Linked DNA regions of Arachis hypogaea: region 1 is linked to region 2. The links are chromatin contacts, called in public Hi-C maps. All regions are on one chromosome and are shown on one strand. The core of a region is the stretch at or near the end of the contact, and the rest is flanking DNA. Distances in the headings are between cores, read along the strand shown. Region 1 holds the start of LOC112795063 (probable L-type lectin-domain containing receptor kinase VII.2). Region 2 holds the start of LOC112797012.

Region 1 (2,700 bases), core at 40-2,539, 950 kb before region 2:
TTTAACAAAAGTGCTAATTAGTTTCAATTAATCTAGTTTCTTCTTCCCAGCATTCTCTTCAAAAGTTTTGTTGCTTCAAGCTTGCACACCAACATTTGTTGGAGAAGTAGAATCTAAATCAGCCTCAAAGTTTTTCATTAGATGGTCGACTAGGCTTTTCTCACAACTCTCCGATAAAAAATGTTCTGATTATAATTTGCACTCACTTCAATAATTTAGATTAGTTCTTTCTATGCTTCACATTCCAAATACAAAGTGGATCATACAAAAAGGATTTGTAAGTGGATCATACAAAACAGCAGCACAGCAGAGCAGCCAGAACTAATCAATAATCAATTAATCATTCAATAAAAACACAAAACACTAATGGTAGCAGGGAGCATAAAAAAAACCAGGAAGAGGGTTTGATTTCTGAACAGAGCATAAAAAACGAATAACCAGTACTACCAGTGAGCACTGACCTTCGACGGACGCCGGAGAGCGGTTGAGCACGACGAACGACGGCGACCAGACGAAGACCAGAGGACGACCACACGATTGGGGAATGAGAGGTGTTCGAGAATTGAAGGCTAGCAGACGAAGACGAGGTTGAGTGAGGGGCTAGGGCTACTCGCAGTTCTGCTGAAGGAAGAAGATTGGAGAAGGAGATGGGGGCGCAGTGGCTCGATGGACGAAGAGAAGACCCTGTGTGCGACGGACGGACAGACGAAGAGAGGTAAGGGTTCTCAGACCTTGCTTCTGAGTTCTGTAGAAGGGGAGAAGGGGCTTGGCTCAGCCACTGAACTGAAGTGTTTTTTGTTTTTAGATAACGAAACGGCGCCGTTTGGGGGAATCGGCCAAGTTCCAAGTTCCAAGTTCCAAGTTCTATCCCACAGACCGGTTCTTAAACAGTTCAGCAGCTCGGGTCCGGTTTTGGAGGCATCAATTTTTCGAAACAAAACGAACCGTTTGTGCTGCCAATTCACGGTTGAACCGATTAGATTGACCAATCCTATCCAATTTTTAGAACCCCAGGTATGAATGACTATGAGAAATTAGAGTTTAAAGATAAGTATAATAAGATTTAGAGTAAAAGACAAATAAGTTCCTAACATTTTAAAATGAGGACATTTTCGTTCCTTAAGAAGAAAAATACATTTCGATCCCTAACGTTTTAAAACAGCGGACAATTATACTCTTCTGTCCGTTTTGGGCCAAAAACGACAACAGAACCAGCTGACATAGAAGGACAGTAAATGACCTGGTCGTTACACTTGATCAGGTGGATTGGAACAATTTTTTAGTGGACAAATTAGTCCCTTAACTCTATGCAAACGCCACTATTGATGATCACTCTCACTCTCACTCTCACTCTCACTCTCACTCTCACTCTCACTCTTCAATTCTCACCCTTACCAACCATGCCTCTTTTTCTATTGGCCGTGCTTTCTACCCTTCCAAGATCCCAACAAAATCTTCCTTTTCTTCCAACCCTTTACCGTTCTCAACCTCCTTCATCTTCTCCGTTGCACCATTCAAACACCTTCTCCCTGGCTATGGTTTTGTGTTCTTGTTCTCACCTTTTGAAGGAGCAAACGGGGTTAGCTCAGCTCAGCACCTTGGCCTCTTCAACTTGACCAACAATGGTAACCCCAAAAACTATGTTTTTGGGATTGAGTTTGATGTGTTCAAGAACCAAGAATTCAATGACATCAATGATAACCATGTGGGTTTGGATGTGAATTCTCTTACTTCTTTGGCCTCACACGATGCTGAATTTTGGGTCAGTGGAAAACATGATGAAAAGTTTAAGGAATTGAAGTTTAACAATGGTGAGAACTATCAAGTGTGGATTGAGTATTCAGATTCTAAAGTTAATGTAGCAATGGCTATTGCAGGGAAAAGAAGGCCTAATAGGCCTTTGATTAGTGAACTTGTGAATCTTTCTGATGTCTTTTTGGATGAAATGTTTGTGGGATTTTGTGGGGCAACAGGGCAACTTGTTGAGAGTCACAAGATTTTGGCATGGAGCTTTAGCAACTCAAATTTTTCGATCGGCGATGGTTTGGTGACTACGAATTTGCCTTCATTTGGTTTTGTTTCAGGGATCAGTTTTGGAATTTTTATCTTTGTTATTGGTAGTGCAGCAATGGTGTTTGTTGTTTTGCTCAAAAGAAAAAGAAGCAAAAGAATGGAGGAAGAGGGAGATATTGAAGACTGGGAATTAGAGTATTGGCCACACCGTATTAGTTATGAAGACATTTATGCTGCAACTAAAGCATTTTCAGAACAGAATATAATTGAGTTTGGAGGTATGCTGAAGGATGTGGCTATGGGGGTATTGTATTTGCATGAGAGTTGGAAAGTTAAGGTGTTGCATAGGGACATAAAAGCAAGCAATGTATTACTTGAGAAGGATATGAATGCAAGGTTGGGGGATTTTGGACTCGCCCGGATGCATCATCATGAGCAGATACCTAACACCTCTCGAGTGATCGGAACGGTTGGCTACATGGCACCGGAACTGCTAAGAACCGGGAGAGCCTCGAGCAGCGGCCATGGCTTCCACCTTGCATTTTCATGAAATAGGGCTCACTGCGGCGTCGTTTTGGCCTTAAGGGACGAACTTGTCCATTAAAAATTCATCCCAATCCACCTCATCAAGTGTAACGGTCAGGTCATTCACTGTTCCTCCATGTCAGTTGGCTCCGTTGCCGTTTT
Region 2 (2,700 bases), core at 136-2,635:
CCATTGGTGTTATTGATGCTGTGAAAACCCTCATTGTTGATTCTATTTTATTATTTGCAAAATGATGAAGTTTTACCAATGTTTTGAAAACTAGTTCGAACCGGTCCGATCGGTCAAATTAGAAACCAACATGCATATCGGTTCGGCTAGTAAGCATAATCGCCAGTGTAAAAAACCATTGGACCTCTGAATCGGTTGAAAATTGCCCGGTTTCAACTTTGACATAAAGTGGCGCCATTTCATCATATAATTAATTAAGAAAAACCTAACGTAAACCTAATTTCCCTAACATGCATCTCCTCCTTTTCGAGCTCTCCGCTCCTCCTTCACTCCCTCGGCAAAAGAAAAATAAAAAATCACATCACTTGCTCCGTCCAGCCACTGCCGCCATCGCATATGCTCGAAGCGGACATCCCCACTGCGCTCGTCTTTGCCACTGCTTGAAGCTTCCGTCCCACTGTTCCTCCGTTGCGCAGCCGCTGTTTCACCGCATCGGCTCTATTCCACTGGGCTCCAGCCCTTCTTTGCTCCAATTTTGCTGTGTCAAGCCCTTCGTGCTCCCTAACCTCTGTACTCTAGAAGCTATTTTTTTTACTGTCATTGTTGTTTTAATTGGTTTATGATTATTAATCTGTGATTTTTCTTCTTCAATTATTGTTGTTACTGCGATTTAGGATTGTTGATCATGCTCTTGATTCTGTTATATTGTCATTGTCCTGCTTTTTTATTTTTTTATTTTTACTGATTTTCAGTTTTTGAACTTGTTAAGTTGATAATTTGCTAAATTTTTGGGCTGATGTTGTTTTACTTTGCTAAATTGTTGAGATTCTTGAGATTGAGATTGTCCTTGTTTCTTGTTATTGGGTTGCTTGAATTTTATTCAGGCCTTGTTCTTGTATTTAGACGAGATTATAACATTGTGGTAGATGTGATACTTTTAATTTGGATGATATTTTAAAATTTATGTATTCCTAAAAATCGGACTGGATTGTCCGGTTGAACCAATCTGACCGAAACCAGTGCAAATATTGGTTCGGTCTAATGAGAAAAACCATCCATGGAAAAAGCGTTTCAAAATTGCTGAATTGGCCAGTTCCTGGCCGGTCGAACCGATCCAGGTTCCGACTGGTCGAATCGAATCTAGACTCGACCGGTCGAACCGAACCAGGACCCAGCCGGTTACTCTAAATGACACCGTTTGTTATTAAAAAAAACCAAAAAAGAAAAAGGATTCTGAATTGAGAAACCATTCTCTCTAGCATGGTTCTAAAAATCGGACCGGACCGGCTAGTCGAACCGATAACCGCTCAAAGAAAAACCACTAAAAAACCGTCAAACCGGTTGGATCGGGCCGGTAACCGGCTGGTACCCCCCCCCCCCCCCCAAACAAAAAAAATCATTCATTCATTTAATCATTTGTAATGGAGATTGGAGAACTCTAGCGAAGGAACCCTAACCCTCCATCGCCGCCGCCGTTCCCAGATCGTCAGCGCCGCCGCCGTACCCAGGTCGTCGAACCCTAACCCAGTAACTCGGCTGGTACTCTTCATCTTCGCTGGCTTCTCGGCCCGGAACCCAGGTTAGTGGCTCGTCTTCATCTTCGGTCTTCTTCTTCAATTTTGTTCCATTTTTCTTCAATTCTTCTTCGGCCTTGGTTTGAACTTTGAAGTTTGGTTCTTTAATTCTTCTTCTTCGGTCTTCCGTCTTGGTTTCCAGTTTGGTATTCCCTTGTATTTGCTGGTGGTTAATGGTGGAAATTTTACAAATTTGCAAATTTGTATGTATGGTTCTGATTGCTTTGTCTTGTATTCACTATACTCTGATTGCTCTGTTAGTCAGTAATACTTACTCTGATGGCTCTGATAGTGTTTTACTGGTTTACCAGTTGCTGATGGCTCCTAATTTGTTTGTTGCAATATTGTTGAATGCTGTAGACTGATGGCTCTTAATTTTTTTTTTTGTTCAAATTTACTGATGGCTTTGTTTGTAGTTGCTGGTTTTGCTGGGTGAAGGTTTAGTGTTTTGGAATGTTTCATAATGTGCTAATGTTTGTAATTGCTGGGTGAAGGTTTAGTGTTTTGTGGTTATTGGTTAATGTTTTGGTTTAGTGTTCTCTCTTTTCCAGATTTCCCTTTTCCCTGTATTTCTGCATGTTGCTGAATTGGTAATTAATGAATTTGCCTTTTTGCTGTAAATTGGGACTTTACTAGGATTTGTTAAATTTGTTGCTGTAACTTGAATTTGTTGCTGAATTTGTTGCTTCCCGGTCACAGAATCAGAACAGAATGCTCAGTCAGTGCTTGATTGATTGGCTTTGCTCACTGATTGTATTTGATGATAACTTTTAAATTTTAAATTTGCACTGCCTATGTTACTGATTCACTGTTCTTTTAGTGCTTTTTGTTGTTGTTAATCATTGTGATGAGCTTTGTTAAAATTTGCATTGCCTATATTACTGAGTGTTCCTTCAGCGCTTTTTGTTGTTGTTAATCATTGTGATAAACTTTGTTAAAATTTCCCCTGCCTATGTGACTGATTCACGGATTCATCCCCTCGTCATTATCATTGGCATGAACTCCGAACCAAAACCCCAACTCTCTGGATAAAATTGTAATAATAGCTGATTGGGACATTTTCTTCTACTTAAGGTATGAATCAGAATGATGAGGCCAAGTTGTGAATACACAAGTCTCAACAGAC

Evidence for each region. A called contact is a pair of places that touch in the nucleus more often than the background predicts.
Region 1: a contact with region 2 is called in a Hi-C map of leaf, with 4 times the contacts expected there. The contact joins the promoter of LOC112795063 here to the promoter of LOC112797012 in region 2. A contact is called at or near these places in 2 of 8 Hi-C or Micro-C datasets (both in leaf).

The regions. Positions count from the first base shown.
Region 1 is chr4:98,584,378-98,587,077 of arahy.Tifrunner.gnm2.J5K5, reverse strand. It overlaps LOC112795063 (probable L-type lectin-domain containing receptor kinase VII.2), which reads left to right and starts at 1,289. Exons shown (of 1, transcript XM_025837022.3): 1 at 1,289-2,700. The coding sequence starts at 1,865. The coding sequence ends at 2,563. LOC112797027 (thioredoxin-like 4, chloroplastic) reads right to left here and starts at 865. Exons shown (of 6, transcript XM_072235739.1): 1 at 462-865.
Region 2 is chr4:97,630,085-97,632,784 of arahy.Tifrunner.gnm2.J5K5, reverse strand. It overlaps LOC112797012, which reads left to right and starts at 1,385. Exons shown (of 6, transcript XM_025839735.3): 1 at 1,385-1,579.